2 separate regions of the Anser cygnoides genome follow, and region 1 is linked to region 2. Evidence: chromatin contacts called from public Hi-C data. All regions are on one chromosome and are shown on one strand. Each heading gives the region's core, a stretch centred on a gene start, on an enhancer-like site or on the middle of the called end of the contact. The rest is flanking DNA. Distances are from core to core; before and after follow the strand shown. Region 1 overlaps MAML3 (mastermind like transcriptional coactivator 3). Region 2 overlaps MAML3 (mastermind like transcriptional coactivator 3).

Region 1 (4,087 bases), core at 1,155-3,654, 100 kb before region 2:
GTATTTGCATTGAAGCTAGTCCAAATTTGCAATTATTGGGATTTGGACAAAGGAAAATGATCAGGGTCAGTTATTTTTATTGCTGTCTTTCTGGTTTCTTGGACTGAAAACAGCTGTGAGGAGGGGGAAAAAAAATCGAAACCTGACAAATCTCATGCAATTACTGGCCTTGAAAAAGATATTTTAAGGAATGAATCCGGGGGGGCTTCTCTCTAACTGCCCAGCGCTTGTGTCAGGGTGCTGCGTGGGCTGGGGGCTTTCTGGGGCCAGGGGCGCACCTGGGACATCGGGGCAGGGCCCTGCAGCCGCGCTTGCTTTGTCATGGTCTGGGTTGTGTGTTTGTAAGCAGGCGGAGGTGGCTGTGCACAGCCCAGGGAAGGCTTGGGCTGGCTGTCACTGCGGGCAGCGCGGGCCTTGCCCCCAGTCAGCAGAGTCACAGCTCTGCTCTTAGCACAGCCCTTAAATCACCGCTGGGATCTGCAGGCAGTTCGCAGCAGCACAGCCATCAAACCCTGCCTGCGGATTGATCCTGTGGGCTGCGATGTCGGCCCCCGGCCAGGGAAGGTATTGATCCCAGCCAAACAGCCGTGCAGGACGGGCAGGCGGCATGATCTATGCCGTCGTGCCGTTTCCTCACCCGCAAGTTACGACCACCACGACGCGGGCATCCAGCAGCTCCGTGGCATCAAGTGCTTCATCATCGCTGGCTGTGTTACCCGGCCCTTGGCATAGGCAGGGGCAAACTTTCCGGGTGAGGAGGATCCAGCCGGTAACCCCCAGAGAGATGGAGCAATGTGCTCACCGTACGGAGGAATGAGCTTTCCTTGTGGTCTTCTTCAGCGGTCTCTCTTCTCCACCAAAATGCTGGACCTCTTGCAAAAATGCTGGTCCTTAAGTATATCACTGCCATAATATATGGATTAAATCTGTAATTGGCTGCAGCATTTAAAGACACGCTCAGGTGCCAGTGCTTCTTCAGTGCTTTTTGTTTGGATGCTCGGTGGTACGTGCATTCGTCTTAGATAAACCGACCCCAGGACTTTTAGTTCTGGTGTATATGTGCCTAGTAGTGTTGGAGATACTACCAATGTAGGGAAAACCAGGGAAGTTTGGAAAAGAAGGAAAGAATTCCAAGCAAGGCTTTAAAGTACAATCAACAGCTTGTTTCTTAGGTTTTCCTTGAATTTGGGGTACTCAGCGTCCATCACCTGTAACATTACCCATATGTAACAATGGAGAAAGTCTAAATTTAAGGAGGAATGGAAACTTCTGTTAAATGGGCAGCTTGTTGTGTGTATTGTTACAAGTTACTATAGAGAAGCTTTTCCACACAGATGGGCAATTTCCAGTGGAATGGTAAGAAAATCTTCATTTGGTTCTTTCCATTTTCTAAAACAAAAATACAAAAACAAAAAAAAAAAAAAACAACAACAGCTCTGCATCAGCTTGGGAATTACAGGGAACAACAGCCCATGTGGCTTTGTTCTGTTTCTTCCATCTGCTGTTCTAGAAGAAAGAGCATCCTGGGGAGAAGGGCTTGACAAGTTCTGCATGTGAAACCAGGAGCAAGTTGTTACATAAGCTCAGCTTTAAGAGGTGCATTTAGTGCCTGGGCTGGTTCATTAATATTTTTACTTTTGCACAGGGTGTTTTAAAATTCAGGTAGAGGTATTTACATATCTGAATGTATTATTTTAGGTTCCAGTACCTCAAAGGCATGGCAAGCTCAACTTCGTGATGGTTTATAAAGTCTTTATTGATCATTCCCAGGCACTGCATTGTTCACCTAGCTTTCAATTGCTGCCTAAAAATAAGCAAATAGAAAACAAAAGTTGCTCTTGGAGTTAAACCGGGGAGGAGAAGTTCATGAAGCTGCTGGAAAAACAACCCAGGCACCCTGAGCGAGCCAATAGCAGGGAAAGAAATATAACACTCGTAGTGCGAAAGGCGCTCTCCTTCGCTCTTTGCATGCGTCAGCCACAAAAATAGAAACCTCAGGAACAAAGCTCCATTGGCTAATGAAAAAGGAGGAAAAAGGTGAGGCTGCTCCAAGTCGTGCTAATCACGTTCCTCCCTGCGATAGCCAGGTTACCTTGGTAGTTACCGCGGCTGAAGCGCAAAGTTTGAGCCTGCACCTCCTGATGTTTCTACGTGTGTTTCTTCCCTTCGCCTGCTCGCATTGGCTTTGTGGTCACTTTTAGCCGTGTCAGCATGTTGGAAATTGCTGACAGTAAACAGTGAAGGCATGCATGCATGCTACTGAAAAAACCACAAGGAAAACAGCCTTGGGTAAATGGTGGATTTGCTCCCTGTTACATGTTCAGAGCTTCCAGGCACAGTCTGGAGCCTCTTGCAAAACAGTGTTTGGGAGGTTTTAATCCTAATTTTAAAGGGAGTTGATACAGGCTATGAAGTAGCTTGCTTTTCCGTGTGAGTTTTGGTACCTGCAGTAGGGGAGAGGTTTATACAGATTAAATACTGGGCAGGAGAGGGTAGAAAGGGAGGTACAGCTGTGTTTGGGATCGTCTGGGGCAGTGCAGACCGGGGCACGAGGCTTCTCTTGTGCACCAGCCCTCGGTGGTAGCACCGTGCTATCCCCACGTTCCTCCACCCACCTTTAGGTTCAGTGTGGCCTGGCTGGTCAGCGCGCCTGGAGCCGAGGGGCTCCGAGACCTTCCCAGCTGAAATGCTGGCTTCTGCCCGTGCCGAGCTCGCCTAGGTGCTGCACCAGTACGTGGAACTGCACGCAGCCCCCCGAGCCCTGCTTGGAGCTGCCAGAGGCTCAGCTTACAGAGTGCAGAGAAGGGGTAGGCTGGACTCAATCAAAAATGGATTTTGCTGGGAGCCTGTTTCTATTTTTATAGGAGTTTACCCAGCTGCTTCGGAGCTGCTGCAGCTGTCTGAAGCAGTTGCAGCGCACACCTTGCTGGAAACGCTTGCTCTGCCTTGTGCCATGTTACCTGCAAGCCAGGTCCCCCTCTGTAACAGCTCATGCCCAAGGAGCTCCTGCAGCACGGGCATCGCCGTGGAGGGTGAGCCGGGAGCTTCAGTCCTCTTCTCTTCCCACTGCAGAGGTGGTGCAGGACTCAGGACGAGGTCTGCAACCTGAACCAGAAAAACAGAGAGAAAACACAGGCCACAATCTCGTTTCTCTGGAATTGCAGGACGGTTTCTTTGTGGAAATCGGTAATTATTCTGCTATCAGCTGATGCAGTTAGGATCAGGATTTGGGCCTGATCTATTTCAACAACAACTGTCTAAGAACACGGTTTCCAAACTCAGTTTAAACTTGGTCTCACACTGCATTTTAGGATGAACTAGCTTGAGCTGGCTTAAATCTCTGCTTTAGACTGAATTAAACAAAGACAACCCAAAGCTGATGGTGTCTTAGCTGGGTTGCCAGCTAAAGGGAAAGTGCCATGTGAAACAGCTCCTGAAAGCTGGGAGGGGAGATCGATGCTAGGGGAAAAGCCAAGGGATTTGTCTGCCTGCGATGCTCGGTGTGCGCTTCTGTCTGCTGACACTGTCAGTCCTGGCAGGGGCTGCGTCTTCCTGCCCTTGTGTAGTGCCTGCCCTCCTGCAAGAGCTGTGTAGGTAGTAGCAAACCCAAATAATTTGTTTCCTGACAGAGATTGCCCTCAATCCCTGCTGTAAAGCTCCCTACATTAAAACCCCCAATATTTTTTCAAGAATTCCTAGGAGGCTGCTGGCATGTAATGACTAATTTTGTAAATCTTGCATTAAAAAGGGGGCTGTACATCGGAGAGGCTTCTGCTATATTTAGAACAAAACTTCATGCTCCCACTGTCAGGATGTGAGCTTAATTACAGCATGCTGCAAACTTTGCTTTTGTGAAGGATATTTTTCTGCGCTGCTTGCTTCAAAAAGCACAGTTTTGCTGCTATTTTTATGATGCTTTTGTAACAGCAGCAGGAGTTGAAATGGGTTCGGTGAAACTGGAGAAGGATCCTCTGACACACCACCAGTGATAGCAGTCGTGCAGTTCCCAGCTCATAACTTCTCACCAGCTGAAATGAATCAATGGCAGGAGGAAGGCGTAGCCAGTTACTGTTGTTTTTTTTTTTCC
Region 2 (4,405 bases), core at 355-2,854:
TGGCTTCTGTTTGCTCTTCTGCTCTTTGTATATTCAGGGATTGCATTATTTCACATACCACAGAATGGCACAGCGAGCTCATGTCCGATTGTGTGTTTTGCATGTTAAGATGCCACTTTAAAGTCCTTGTTTTTTGGAGAACACCTTGTCCCTCGAGGTGGCATACCCACTCCTGTTGATTTCTGGTCCCTGGGGTCCCACTCTGCTCCCTGCGCCTCCAGCAGAAGTGGTGTGAGCTGGCAATGTCTGAGGGCTGGAGGGCATCATCTGGCGGTCCTTCTGCTGGTCCTGGCAGAAAACGGTGTGACCGCTTTTAGCTGTGGTTGGGGGAGAATGGATGTCATGCAGAAGGAGCAAATTGCTGAATGATAAGGAAGAGGCACGTGTAAGATTTGAGACAAAGAGGAAAATACTTTTTTTCCCTCCCCTTTGTCCCCTTTTTGAGGTCACTTGCGTTTGGTGTGCGTAACTGTACACACACACCACCCTGAACTCTGAGGAGGACCCCTCACTCTGGCAGATCCTTAGAAATAATGTGGGCAGAGGTGCTGATGAAGCAGCTAGGTCCCTACAGAAGTTCTGCTTACTGGGTGCTCTACAGCTACGAAAACCTGCCCAGACGTGTCATGCAGACCAGTTGGAAATTCTGCCTCTTTCTTGGCTCCACGAATGGAAGCTCGACTCTTTCTAAATCCGGTCTTACTCCCAGGTGCAGAGCACTCGATCCTGTCCCTGGGCTGTGTTGGAAGGGGTTCGCCGAGACTGCGGGGAGCACGGGGATCCCTGCGGGTTTGGAACCAGGCACGGCCACCACGCAGCAGCAGTGCCCGCTGCAGAGGTGCTCTTGGTAAGGAGCTCTGCTCCTGGACACAAGGGAGCGTTTTCCTGCTGGCAGGGGCTTTCTGCCCGGGCTGCACTCCTGTTTTGGGGACACACAACCCAGGGCTGCTGCCGGTGATGTCAGTGGGGCCTTTCATCATTGTTTGGGAAGAGCTTTGGCCAAAAAAAATGGAAAGGAGCAGAAATATTCCGGGCAGGAGGGTGGTGTTCTGGCTTGATGAAGAACGCCTGGCCTTAAATCTGTTATTAAAACTGGAAACAGGAAGCTTTTGCTGTGCATAGGCAAACTCTTGTACCCAGAAATGGCTGAACGCGCCGCTCTGGAAGTAACACCTCCGTGCTAATCTTCATATTTCCTCCAGCTGCTGCACGGCGCGCGGGTTCGTGTCAGCTGGCGGGGCTTCCTTCGGGGCTTTCTTCCCTTTCCGACCCGGGAGCTAACAGCGTGTGGCGTAACGCCATGCAGGACCGAGCTGCGGCGGTATCGCGGGATGAGTTTGTGCCTGCGCTGTTTCCACGTGTGTGCACAGCAAGCCAGGACACAAGTTCTGCAGTAAGGCTCTTTCGAGGCAGATTCAGCCGGGTTTGGGGCTGCAGCCCCGGTGGCAGCTGAGCACGGAGGCTTGGGGGAGCCCCTGCGGGTGCCACCTCCGGCTCCCGAACCGCCCCCCCCCGGTTCCTTTCCCTTGTAGTAGCTGCAGCAGAGGTTCCATTACTTGGCAGCGCGGCCTCGCTGCTGTCTATAAATGGAAGCAGTTGGCCGGTCTCCCAGTATAACACAAGATAGTCCTGTGCAGCGGTTATGCAATCCCCAGCCTGATGACTTCATCAGGAGCCGGGGGGGGACGGGGGTAGGAAGGATCCTCAGCGGGCAGCCTGCGGGTGGTGCGCGTCCCCCGGGGCCCGTGGCGGGGTGAGGGCAGCGGGGGGAGCGTCGGGGCCACGAGCCCACCAAGTGTGGTGTGAGGAGGGAAAGGGGGGAGATGTGGGAAGACTGTTGGGGTGGGGAGGAAACTTTCAGACCGGGGGACGCGTATGTTGGGAAGGCAAAGCAGCCGAATACTGGAGAGCTGCCTCTCAGCGGGGAGCCCTTCGGGAATTAGCGGCGCGAAGTAGAGATGCGGACAAATTGTATTTTCTTGTTATTACCTCAAAAGGGTCCTTGAAAACCTGACCTTGGCGCGGAAAGGCTGATCCTCATTTCCCAGGCCGCGCTCCATTTTAACCCTTCCGCTGGCTGGGCTGGGTGGCACAGGGCACAAGATGACTTCACGCAGCTGTGGCGCACCTCAGGCCCGCAGCCGGGCAGAAGAGCCCGCCCTGGCCCCGGGACTGCCTCCCACAGCGGGTCCCGCACTGGTGCAGGCCCTTTTCGTCCCATCCCCATCCCCATCCCATGCGGTGGGTGCTTAACGAGCAGCCACCCCCAGGGGACAATTAGCGAGGCCGGCCCCGCTGGCTCCGTGCCGAGCCGAGCCGTGCTGCCCCGGTCCGGCAGCGGCCCCTGGCGGCGGGCCGAGCCGAGCCGAGCCGAGCCGTGCCGGGCGGCAGCACGGGGAGATGCCGGGGAAACGCGGGCTGGGGGAGGAAGATCGGAAAGAGAGGGCTTCCGCAGTGACTCTGGCTTTCTCTGCTCCCTTTTGTTTTCCTTTCCCAGCCCTAAGAGGCAGCGCACCGCCCTGGGAGCGCGAAGAGAAAGCAGGGGGGGGTTAGGAGAAGGTACCTGTGGCATCACAGGTGCTCGTGTCCTTCCTTCCAGTGACAAGCTTTTGGTCCTTAGCTGGGGGGTGGAAATCTTAAATAAACACGTTGTGTGGGTGAATCCTGAGATTCTGGTGCAATATAGGGGGAATTAGGGCTGTTCGCTGTGCCTGCCTACAACCTCAGCTCCTGAACCCGGAGGCCTTCATGGCAGTGTCAGTGTGGGAAAAGGGAAGGAAGTGGAAAGGGAGAGAAATGAGGTTTATTATCCCCATGATGATGGAGGAAAACCCTGGAAAAACATCTCTCGCAAGTTATTTACCCTGAGTGAAAATAAACCTAGTGCCCAATTCTGGTATCTTATTATTAGTAAATTGTCAAGTGCTCTTGCTTTATCCGAGGGGCCTTTGAACTCTGGGTTACGACGTGAGAGCAGAGGAACCTGCCACCTGCAGCAGGCAGCGTGTGGCACTGCCACAGGCCACAAGCAAGGACTCTTACTTTCTTCCAGCTCCAGTCCTCGCCCACAGACTCAAGGCATATTGTTAATCAACCATAATTTCCCCAGCCCGTGAGCGCCCTCAGTAACGAGGCCTTCTCTCTCTGTTTGTGCAGGAGCAGCACCAAGTGGGATTGTCTCGGAGCACAGCACTTATGCAGCCTTCAGTCCCACCGGGCTCCAGCAGCGTGGTCACAGGCACGAGCTCTGGGGGTCCCTTCCTGGGAAACCAACCGCAAGCAGCCATCATGAAGCAGATGCTGATTGAGCAGAGAGCCCAGCTCCATGTGATAGAGCAGCAGAAACAACAGTTTCTCAGAGAGCAGAGGCAGCAGCAGCAGCAGCAGATCCTAGCAGAGCAGGTACAACATCTGTTTGTCTCGAGCTCTGCAGCACATGCTGGTATGAGGGCATGAGCACTACAGTACAGTACAGCACCAGCCCTTCCTTTTACATTCAGTAATTCTCTCTCGGTGGCTTACATCATGTTTTTTTCAGCAGTGGTTATCAAAGAAGAGGCATCTGCCTCAGTCCTGCCATGACCTTGGCAAATATTATGCCTTTTCCCAGCAGTGGACATGGCAATTGCATGAGGTTTTAGACACTGGGAAAGCTAGCTCTTAACCTGCTATCTCATGATGTGTTTAGGCTGGCAGAAGCAGGCTCTGGTACAGTGACAGTTGCTGGTGCTCTCCCCTGCTACATCAAACTGTGGTCTTGCACTGTCAAAAGCAATGTACAGCTGTGCAGCGATCTGGGACAACGAACTGGTGGGAGTAAAAAGTAACCTACCAAAAAAAAATTACTCAGATCGATTACATGTCAATTCCTTAGTCTGGTTAGTCATACAAACAGCACAAGCAATCGTGTTAGTGTGAGGGAGAGGCAGAATCAAGGTGGAAACTGGGGGCTGAAGTGGAAAAACAGTGCACCCACCTCTGGCAGTGGCAGCGTAAAACTGCTGCACTGCCTGCCACCCAGCTCCTGGAGCTCCCAGACTCTCGGATGTTAAATTACCCCGCCTGAATGGTAACATCTTATGCGCGTTTAACTCAGCTGCAGTTTAAAAGCAACCCAGGAGAAAGTCAGTGGAAAGTCACGCTGTTCAGTCACTGTAAGCTCATACCTAAGTTTGAACTTGCAGTCCCCTAGCGTTACCTAGAAAGTGTTCTGATAGGTCAGTTGCTGCTTTAAGCTCAGCAGCATCTCTCTTGCTCAGGGATATTTCCAGCTTAAGACCCGGGCTCTGCTGTAATTGGAGTTAGAAGTTGCACATGTTGTATAACTGTAGAAGTACTGATAGTCTTCCCCTCGTTGCATGGTCCATATGAGAAAGAGAAAAATTCTCCCCCAGTGAACAGGAAG

What was found. A called contact is a pair of places that touch in the nucleus more often than the background predicts.
Region 1: a Hi-C map of liver shows a contact between it and region 2, with 2.4 times the contacts expected there. The contact joins two enhancer-like sites. A contact is called at or near these places in 3 of 7 Hi-C or Micro-C datasets (granulosa cells and liver).

Annotation. Positions count from the first base shown.
Region 1 is chr4:41,096,463-41,100,549 of Taihu_goose_T2T_genome, reverse strand. The region is part of intron 1 of MAML3 (mastermind like transcriptional coactivator 3); the gene reads left to right. Among named protein-coding and RNA genes, the nearest start is that of MAML3, 110 kb to the left of the region's middle. Within about 2 kb of position 2,404, at least 1 of the 3 cell types and tissues checked has open chromatin away from gene starts, as enhancers often do. A contact at or near this core is called in liver, where this site is marked.
Region 2 is chr4:40,994,885-40,999,289 of Taihu_goose_T2T_genome, reverse strand. MAML3 (mastermind like transcriptional coactivator 3) reads left to right here. Exons shown (of 5, transcript XM_048074966.2): 3 at 3,157-3,402. Among named protein-coding and RNA genes, the nearest start is that of MGST2, 24 kb to the right of the region's middle. Within about 2 kb of position 1,604, at least 3 of the 3 cell types and tissues checked have open chromatin away from gene starts, as enhancers often do. A contact at or near this core is called in liver, where this site is marked.